2 separate regions of the Triticum aestivum genome follow, and region 1 is linked to region 2. Evidence: chromatin contacts called from public Hi-C data. All regions are on one chromosome and are shown on one strand. Each heading gives the region's core, a stretch centred on a gene start, on an enhancer-like site or on the middle of the called end of the contact. The rest is flanking DNA. Distances are from core to core; before and after follow the strand shown.

Region 1 (5,360 bases), core at 596-3,095, 560 kb after region 2:
GGTTGATGAAGATGGCTCTTGCAATGGCTTTCCCTTCCTGCAAGGCTCTGGAACATACCTCCAGATGGGATCTTCGCGGAACAGAAGCTTGCGGCGGCGATAAAATTATTCTGAAAATACGTCAGACGATTTCGGTATTTGTCAACAGTTATGGCAGTGGAATCAGGTTAAGGCAATGTATGGGTCCCCACACGACCAGGTGGCACTCCCAAGCCGTGCGGGGTGTCCATGTGGCCCCCTGACAGCTCCCCTTGATCTCTCCCGAAGATTCCATGTTCGTTGTTGCCCAAAAAACTTATATTAAATCAGCAAGTGATTTGACCTCCGTAGATATTGATTTCCTGCGAAACCAAAAAACAAGCAGAAAACAAGATCTGACATTGGGTACTAAATTAATAAGTAGTCCAGAAAAATAATATAAATCGCTACACAAAGTATATAAAAGTGATAATATAATTGCATGAAATAAAAAAAATTATAGATACATTTGAGATGTATCAACATCCCAAGCTTAGTTCCTAGTCGTCCTCGAGTAGGTAAATGATAAACAAAGATAAATTTTTATGTTGAATGTTACCTAGCGTAATCTTGATGAAATGATGCAATCATGGTGTGAACTTAACACAAAAGTGATTCAAAGCAATATTCTATAGTTGATAATAAGCAAGTAACATCAAAATGTGTAAACAAAAATCACTATTCTTCTATGTGGATCATAGGTGAACTTCGTTAGCAAGAGTGAGGACTCGAATGTAAATTTACTAAGCATGGGGATCGTTCTAGATTCCACTAATAGTTTGAGGGCCGTGGATGTATTCCTCTTCTTCTTAATCATCACTTCAACCTTGCCTAATCTTCTCCATCATACCCCTTGCCACCCCACGTCTTTTCCATCCACAGTCACATGCTTCGTGTCACAACATCAGTCTGATTCTAGTAATAGCTTAGACTTGAAGCAAGACTCAAGATAAGAACGCAATGAGGCGATGGCACAATTATGGAAACAACTGACTTAGCTGACGAAACAACCACATTGAAGGGTGCACTTCAACGAAGGGTGCACGTTATGGTCGTCATACATGTAAAAGCTTCCATATTAGACACTTGGCATGAGGTGGTCGTAGATAGATATATCAACAGTGACATCAGTGACACTTATTGCATTGCTGGCATTCATGCTAAGATAAGTTAGGTGAACACATTTCAAGAAAGTAACGTGTCTACCTCTTTTTTGAAGAAAGACCCTTTGTTCGATTGTACATGAGTGGTCCCATTATTTTGGCAAACTCACTACTCTTAAATCACATGTAGCAGTTGCTCGCGAACTTACGGTAATGAATACCTACCCAGATTGTCCTCGAATTCTTGACCTATATCTCACTGTGTGTATGTGTTACTAAGGTAAAAGAAAAAAAAGGGTAGAATTTCACCCAACATGCTATATCAATCTAAATTAAACTAGTAACAAAACTCGAAAGTTTTCATACAAATACAAGTGCATAGACTAAAAAAGTCATCCTAATAAAACTCCCTCCGTTTCTTTTCAGTTTGCATATAAAATTTGTCTGAGGTCAAACTTCGTAAAGTTTGACTAACTTTATAGAAAAAAATATCAGTATTCGCAATACGAAATCAATATCATTAGATGAATCATGACAATAATTTTTATAGTATATATCTTCAGTATTGTAGATATTGATATTTTTTAATATCAATTTAATCAAACTTTGCATAGTTTGACATTAAAAAATATTATATGGGGAGTAAAAAGAAACGAAGGGAGTACTACTGTCAGCGTATTCTCCTTTTGAACCAAAATATCTGCCGTCGACCCCAGGCCCAGAGGGGTGAGATCCATCCACGGTTTCCACTCTCCACCGTCCCGTACCTGTACCCTTCTTTCCCCTCCCAGTCATCCTCTTCCTCTCCCGAGTCCTGACCTACCCAAGCAAGCTCCAATCCGACCCGATGCGGCTCTAGAACATCTCCTACAGTCTGCCGTGCCCTACAGCCGCCGCCGTGCCGTAGCTTAGGTCACCGCCGACGCCTGACCCCCCAACCCGTCCGACCTCGCACGCGCGTCGCCGCCGTTGCCGTTCCCGTTCCGCCTCATCGCATCGCTGCTATCTCAACCCCGCCCGCCATCCTGGCCGTCTGTGAGCTTTATGGCGCCGAGTGATTAGATAAACCCCACTGATCTCCACAAATTTTGGGCGTGCGGCGCAAATTGGGTGTGCTGCTGCACACCCGGCACACCCTCTAGATCCAGCGCTGTCATGGCTGTCTATTATAAGTTCAAGAGTGCCAGAGACTATGACTCGATCCCTATCGAGGGGCAGTTCATCTCGGTTCTCAACCTCAAGGAGATGATTTTTGAGTCCAAGCACCTTGGCAGAGGCACTGATTTCGACCTCATGATCTCGAATGCCCAGACTGATGAAGGTTGGTTCTTTCTCAGCAAAGAACCCTTGTTTCATTTCTTGTGTGGGTGAATGTATTCAAGATGTTAGTGCCAGCTAGATAATATTGGTTCTTTCTCAGAGAAGAACCTTTGCTTGATTTCTTGTGTGGGTGAATGTATACAAGATGTTAGTGGTAGATAATATTGTGATAGGCTCAGGTTGTAATGCTGTTTGCTGTGTATGGTAAGCCATTTTGGCTCTTTGATTCATGCACGGAAGATTTCTGAAAATTGAGGCCTTATTTAGCTGGTATCATTTGTTGTCTGCCTCATTTTTTTTTCTTATGATCTGTGCTTTCTAGGACATGACGACTTGATCTACTGGTTTGGTGTGGAGGATTAACTGTTAGCTGGATTTAGACATAAAATTGCAATATTTTGACAATTTGACATGATCTTTGTTTGCAATGGTTAGCAACTTGAATGTCTTTTGCGATGCCGAGCACATCTACCGCGCATTGCATCGAAGACTAGTAAGTGTGTTTCAATGAAGCCATTGTGTTGTTTGCTTACCTCACTGAACAATCATTCTGGATTAGTGGATTTTACTGTGGAGCATTCAGATTGAAATACAGTTGTATTTTAAGAACTTATAATTAGTGGGCATGATAGGAATATCTCGTTTTTTGGGGGACTTGGGATGGTGTTGTACAGTCGAAGTATTACTTAAACCATTTCCTGTGATGTTTGTACTTTCAGAGTATGCTGATGAATCTATCATGATACCAAAGAACACTTCAGTGTTGATTCGCCGGATACCAGGACGCCCAAGGATGCCAATCGTTACTGAACCACAAGAGTACTGTTTTGCTCTTTGATTTCGCACTTACTCCACATCATACCTCATAATTCACATTACTGATGCATCATCATCAATAGTCAAAAATACATAACCCATCTGAAAAGATTTCTAATTTGTATGTTTGACTTTAACTGCTTCATGTCACTGAATATGGTCCATGTCAGGAGTTACTCCTTATCAGCAATCATAGTTTTAAGGTTCACCATTTTTTGCAGGGCAATAGCTGCAGAAAATAGGGTAGAAGAAATCGTGCCTTCTGGCAGTGCTTTTCTTGGTGATTCATCTATGAAATATGTAAGAATAACTTCTAGTCTGGTTTACCTTTATCTCATACAGTAGTTGCCGCTGCAATCACAGTTTGATGTTTGAGCTATGATGGTAGTCTATTAATCCTGGGAGCTAATGTTTAAAGGTATTGAAATTGCAGCCTGAAGAATCTGAGTGGGATGATGAGTTCGGCAACTCTTTATATGTTTCTGATTCAGTTCCTTCTCAGCCTGCTAGCCAGGCAATTGACGCTTCTTCTGAAAATCAAATTGACGAAGATAGTAAGATAAAAGCCCTTATTGATACAGCGGCCGTTGACTATAGGTTAGTGATCTGCTGGACTGGCTGAATGACTGTTCTATTATCCCTTAGAGGAATAATACTAATTATATACTGGACTGGATGTCTCATTTTCAGCCAAATTCCTGATGGCTATGGATCCGGAAGAGGTTATGGCAGAGGAATGGGTGGGAGAATGATGGCTGGGCGTGGTTTTGGTAATTCTTTCCACCGTTTCTATTGCCATTTTTTTGCAAGATTTATGTAGAGCTTAGTAGCACCAAGCTTCATGAAGTGCACATGGGCACCTATGCAACATGGATACCTGTTAACATCATTATTTGAAACTAGATGTTTATATAAGTACTAATCTGCTTTGATATTCTTAAGGACGTGGGATGGGTCGGCTAGATAACAGGTCACCTCCTCCTGGCTATATTTGTCATAGATGTAAAGTACCAGGTATGCTGGCCACTTGTCAAATCTTTGTTAATGGAATATTTTGTCCTGTTTCACTTGACCAATACTGGTTTACAGGTCATTTCATTCAACATTGCCCAACAAATGGTGATACTAGATATGACGTTAGAAGGATGAAACCTCCAACTGGCATTCCAAAATCCATGTTAATGGCAACTCCAGATGGCTCATATGCACTGCCAAGTGGGGCTGGTGCTGTTTTGAAGCCAAATGAGTGAGCTCAAATTGCTTATTTAGTTACTCACGTAATCACTAATTCTCCGTCTACTTGGAGGTAAAGATTAATCATATTTTTTTTGTGACAGAGCTGCTTTTGAGAGGGAGATAGAGGGCCTACCCACCACCCGTTCTCTCAGTGATCTCCCACCAGAGTTGCGTTGCCCGTTGTGTAAAGAAGTAATGAAGGATGCCGTTCTAACTAGTAAATGCTGCTTTAAGAGTTTCTGTGATAAATGTAAGTTGCGCTTTTAAGAATCTATTGTTTTCACACTGCTGACATTGATACTGTTGTCACTTAATACAAATATGGTTTTGCTGTATGGATTTTCTTCATTGTGTTTTTCTTGTTCTTCTCAATATCTCCACTTTCAAGTTTCAAACATACATGCTCTTTAGTGGGCTGACATATTGTGTTTTGTTGGCAGGCATTAGGGACTACATAATTAACAAGTCAATGTGTGTCTGTGGTGCCACAAGCATATTAGCAGACGATCTTCTCCCCAATAGAACTCTAAGAGAAACCATCAGTCGCATATTAGAGGCACCACCAACTAGCAGTACGGAAAACGCGGGAAGCATGGTGCAAGTACAGGGTATGTATATCAGTTATATCAGATTATCTGCCTCTATAAGAATTGGAAACTGATGACTACCTTGCATAGACATGGAGTCGGCTCTACCTGTACCACCCAAGGTTAGGTCTCCTGCTGTTTCTGCTGCTTCAAAAGAAGAACCTAAAGCACTGATGCCGGTAGAGGAATCTCCAGACGCTGAGAGCCAGAGCGGATTGAAAGCTAACATTGATGTGAGTTCTTCAGATAATAAGGTTACCACAATTCCAGATATCACTGA
Region 2 (5,427 bases), core at 561-3,060:
CGTGGTGGTTCAGATTCAGAAAGGGGATGCAATGCGGGGTTAGTATGGTTGGAGGAAATCAGCCGAGTTGGCCATGGAGTCGGTGGTCGGCCAGGCAGACCGGAGCAGCTTCAGGAGGTGCTGCGCCTTGCGTTTGGCACGCTCCGAGCAGCCGCCTTGCACCATCATGAGCAGCTGACTCATGGCACCTGCTCGGACGGCCTCCAGCTGCAGCACCTCAGACCCGCCCACCACGGCCACCAATGCGCCCGCAGCATGCTCAGCCGCGCGCCCGGACATGGCACGCACTAGCGCGATCACCAGCGCGGCACCACCTCCAGCGCCAGAGACAACCGCCTCGCGGCCACCCTCTGTCCGGGACAGCCGCTCCACCGCTGCCAGCGCGCGCTCCAGCTCGCCGGCGCAGCCGCCCTCCGCCACTCGCCGGGCCAGAGCTGATGCGGCGCCAGCTGATACGGCGCGCTGTCTGTTCTCCTTGGCCAGGCAGAGAGCAAAGACGCCTCGGATCCCAATGCGCACTGCACGGGCATTGGCCTTCTCGTCCACCAGCGCGACCAGGCCTTCAATGACTCCATCAGCTGCGCCAAGCACCACCCTGGCCTCCGCCCCAGACACCGCAGCAGCCGCCTCCACGACGGCACCTGCATTAACCTTGGCCTCCAAGGTCGTCCCCTGGCTGCCAAGAACTTTGCCAAGCCTGGTGACCCTGTCTTCCCTGCCCACCACATCCACAGCTTCCGCCTCCCCCATCCCTACCAGGGCGAGGACCGCCATGGCCTCCGCCTGAGCCTCCTCGGCGCTGCCCCCGAACGCCATTTCCACCAGAGCCGCCCTGGTCTCGTGCGTGGCCATGACGAGCCTGTTCTTGTCAGACTCCCTGGCGAGCGCCCTGAGCTTCCTGAGCACGGGGAGGGCAGGGCCCTGGGCGATCAGGGAGCGGATGAGGTCCGGGTCGGCCGGCTGCTTGGGCGTTGGGATGCGCTCGACGCCGAGGGATCGGTGCGCGACGCACCATTCCTGGATGAGGCGGCGGAGGGTGTGGTTGGGGATGAGCGTGAAGTCGGCGAGCGGCGCGCGGGTGACGGGGCAGGTGGTGTTCCCCGTGGCGACCCACGACTCGATGCTGGCACGGTCGTAGGTCTGGCCGGTTGCCACGGTGACGGGGTCCTGCATGAGCTCCAGCGAGATTGGGCAACGGAAGTACCACGGGACCTGCAGCCCTACCGTGTCCAGCCCCAGCGCCAGCGGCACGCTCCCTGGCATTGGCGAAACTCGACTGCTCCACGCCGGGCGGCGTTGTGATTTGGATCTGGCCTACTCTAGCTAGCTAGCTTGCGATGAAGATGTGATGCGCGTGGGTGTGGGTGGGTTGGTGGTGGGTGGACACGAGACGGGGTTGGGGGTGGGGGGTGGAAGGAGAGCGAAAAAGTGGACTGGTGGAGAGTGGAGATCGAGGGAGACGAAGAACGTAGGTGCATGGGCCGGGTCGGGCCAGCACTGTCGTGCCTCGGGCCACGTCGGGCTCAGACCAGTCGGGCCGGACAGCCCGCCGGACGGCACGGGTGCCTCGCCGGAGCGCCGAAGCACGGCACGCAGCACTCCGGGCCGGGCCGCTGTTAGGTGTGGTGTCGTGCCGGGCTGCCGTGGGTCTGCTCGAGGACGATGCCGTTGAGGACCTGGCGGTGGAGGCGGAGGCGCTTGGAGTGGGGTTGGTTCGGGTAGCGAGACCCAGAGGTGGCGGAGGAGGATCTGCAGGAGGAGCACGGAGCCAGCGCACGGGGGGGTGGAGGTAGGAGAAGCAGTCGGGGTCGGGGCAGTAGATAAAGGACAGAGAAAACGTGATTTCGAATCTGATTTTGACCGGTCAAAGCTGGGTTGCTGGCTGTTGGTTGGCCTCACGTGCGTTAGAGAGAGACAGAGAGGTTCTCGAGCCCTCCTATTTGCCGGTCGCTGCGGCGGCACGCAGTATTTTTTTTCTTTTTTTTCATGGGGAAAGCTGTCACTTTATAGATTAACTATGTTATCATTGATCACTCTCGATTGACCAGGAGCAGCTGCTTTCGTCGAGTTGTAGCACTCTTTTCTTTCTCTATTTTCGAAAAACTCAATACTTTTTAAAAAAAAATACTAACGCCCACACGTATGGGCGTTTGCATCTCGCCCACACGCACTCGATGCCGTCCATCAGCTGCACAATTTTTGGAGCACTGAAAATTGCCACGTCAGCCCACGGACTCGTGCGGGCTGAAACTAACCTGACCGAACGCCGCCGACTCCTTTACCTCACCTTATCTTCCCACTCCTCGCCTCACCTTTTCTTCCCCACACCCACACCAGTACGTCACTCCTATTCTCTCCTCCCCCGCCAGCCTCTAATCCGGCGAAGCCCGGCGGCTCCCGGCAAGGGCTGCGCTAGATGCGCGGTTGGAGGGCCCCAGATGGCAGTAGATGGCTGGATCCAACCCAAGCACGCCAAGGCACGGAGACCACCCGCACGACCGTCTCCATGAGCGGCGGCTTGCCGCAGGCCGGGCGGCGGCGTGGCTACGACCAGGTCGAGGCGTTCGCGCGGCCCTGGAAGAGGAGAATGAGTCCCTCCACGCGCGACCGATGGGCGTGTCAGCGGCGGGGCGATGGAGATGACGAGGCGGAGCTCGAGGAGGTGCGGCAGAGCCGAAGCCAACGAGACGCTGCTCAAGGAGGCGGGGCGCAGTCGGAGAGGAGCATCTACGGATCAACAGGGGCTCCGGCGCCGCGGGATGGTCGTGGTGGACGCCGACAGGGGCAATGGCCCGATCGGCGGGCGGTTGGAAGGCGCGGGTGAGGAGAGCAAGGCGATGAACGAGGCGGGGCGGGGACGCCATGCGGAGCTCGGGCGCTCCAACGCCGCGGCATGGTCGCGGTGGACGCCGACGGGGGCGACGGCCTGGTCGGCGGGCGGCTTTGGAAGGTGCGGCTGAGGAGGGCAGGGCGGCATTCAGCATTGTCGGTGAGGGGCCGGGGCTAGGACGCCTCGCGGAGCTCCTCCATGAGCGGGAGCACGAGCTGTAGGCAGCGGAGATATGCGTTGCGACTGCTGGAACGGGTGGAACATGCACGCGATGCCATGGTGGCGAGCAGCTTGTCCAGCAGTTTCCGTCGGAGAGCTCCCGTCCAGCCACTGGTGAGCAGGATCCCCATGACGAGCCCGGCCAATGCGCACGCCTGGATGCACCGGTGAAGTCGGGATCCACCAGATGCGCATGGAGTTCCTTGTCCCCGGCAATGATTCAGATGGTGCATTGCTGTTCTGCTAGTAGTACATTTGTTCTCATGCTCTGATTTGCAACTAGATAGCTCTATGTCTTTTTCATTGCCTGATCTGTTCTGATTGAGGCACTATTTTTTTCTGAAATCTTTGTGTGATGGCAACTTAACATTTTGTTGTGTGCATGAAAAATGGCAATTTTATTGCTTTGACATGGCAAATTCATAAAAAGATCATATGGCACTTTTATTGCATTGAAGATGGGAAATTTATTATACTATGGGGAATTCACTATTAATTGCAGATTTGTTTTCCATGGCAAATTATAATCAACTGACATGGCAATTTTTACAATGGTGTATATGTTCCATCTTTTGTTGTTAGTGAATAGTTGCCATGGCAAGTTGCTATTCAATTGTCAGAGTTAGTTTTTTGCCATGTCAAACTGAATTTTGTGTAAACATAAATTTGAAGCATCAATTTCTGAAAAGCCATTGCCATGGCAATTTTGATCATTTTTTTCGTGGTATTTCACATGCACGGCAATTTTTCATTCACACAAAATATGGCAATTTTGATTAAAAAAAACAACATGGCAAATTTTTGAACAACTTTTTTATATTCTAAACATGGCAAATTTAGGGTTTTTTGTCAACACTCCCATGACAATCTTTATGCTTTTTTTCTAACTTAACCACGGCAAATTTAGTTTGTTAATAATGGAAAATTTAGTTTATTCACCATGGCAAATTTAGTTTATTGGTTCATGGCAAATTTAGTTTACAAATCATGGCAAATTCAGTTTATTGGTTCATGGCAAATTTAGTTTACAAATCATGGCAAATTTAGTTTTCAAATCATGGCAAATTTAGTTTACATGAATTCGTCATGGCAAGTTTTGATACGAATCTGCCGTGGTAAGTTTGGATGTGAATCTGCCATGGCAACTTTTCTTGTTCATACTTTGATCTTCAAATTTTTGTGTTTTTTCGCACACGGCAAACTCATCATACAAAACACGGCAACTCTTTGATACAAATCTGCTATGTTTTCTATGATGAATTTGCCGTGTGCAAAAAAAAACTTAGTGTATGTATCATGGCAAATGTAGTTTACGGGGCATGGCAAATTTTATTTCTTTTTTTGCAACGTGGCAAGTTTTCTTTTTTAACGGGACCATGGCGATCTCATTGCATCTTTCATGGCAACGGTAGTTTATGGAGCATGGCCAGTTTTCTTCCTTCTTTTACAACCTTGCAAATTTAGTTTACGTGAATAACGTCGTGGCAAGTTTTGATATGAATCTGCCATGGCAAGTTTCTTGTTCATACTTGAATTTCCAACTTTTTGTGTTTTTCACACACGATAAATTCATCATACAAAACATGGCAATTCTTTGATACCAATCTGCCAGGGCAAATCTCTTTGTTCATACTTGATTTTCAACTTTTTGTGTTTTTTCTAACACACGGCAAAATTATCCTTCAAAACATGGCAATTTTAATTAAACTTCCATGGCAATTTTAATTAAAAATGCCATTGCATTTTTAATCTTTTATTTGTCCTGTCAAATTTTTGTGTTCACATGAATTTTTTGACTATTTTGTGTTTTTTCACATGGCAATATTGAATTTTTTTTGTCATGGCAGATTTGCCATATTTCATTGGGGGATTAAATATGTGTTTATAAACCTTTGCTATTATTAAAAAACTCAAATGGCAATTTTACTGCTATTTTTCAAAGCTGATGGCATTTTTAGTAGCTGAGCAAAATCTGGGCTTTTATTTGTCAAAGAAAGAAAACAAAATCTGGGCCTTTTCATTTAATTTGTTGTCAGTGGGCTTTTTGTTCCTTTTTTCACAGGGAAAAGGGCCTCGTGTGATGGAGAGGCGTGCGGGCTGTGTGTCCCCCCCGGCGAACGAATTCATGCGAGGGATCGATCCCATCGTGCTGAACGTGTATGTGGTAGGGTGCTCTTCGTGCCACACGTGTGGGCAGTTTTAATATTCGCCCACACAGAGTTGTGTGGGCTGCCTGCTAGATATGCCACACAGGGGCGTGTGGGCCGATGTCCATTGTGCCACACGCGTGGCAATTATCGGCGTCCTTTTTTTACCCCCTCCGATTTTTTAGTCTGCATGTAAGTTTAGCCTGAAGTCGAAGTATCTCTATTTTGACC

The links. A called contact is a pair of places that touch in the nucleus more often than the background predicts.
Region 1: a Hi-C map of leaf shows a contact between it and region 2, with 3 times the contacts expected there. The contact joins the promoter of LOC123145090 here to the promoter of LOC123145088 in region 2. A contact is called at or near these places in 2 of 5 Hi-C or Micro-C datasets (both in leaf).

The regions. Positions count from the first base shown.
Region 1 is chr6D:359,896,066-359,901,425 of IWGSC CS RefSeq v2.1, forward strand. LOC123145090 (E3 ubiquitin ligase PARAQUAT TOLERANCE 3) reads left to right here and starts at 1,846. Exons shown (of 15, transcript XM_044564405.1): 1 at 1,846-2,442; 2 at 3,161-3,260; 3 at 3,479-3,557; 4 at 3,691-3,854; 5 at 3,948-4,027; 6 at 4,200-4,271; 7 at 4,347-4,503; 8 at 4,595-4,743; 9 at 4,934-5,101; 10 at 5,171-5,360. The coding sequence starts at 2,277.
Region 2 is chr6D:359,338,158-359,343,584 of IWGSC CS RefSeq v2.1, forward strand. LOC123145088 (U-box domain-containing protein 26) reads right to left here and starts at 1,811. Exons shown (of 1, transcript XM_044564403.1): 1 at 1-1,811. The coding sequence starts at 1,263. The coding sequence ends at 40.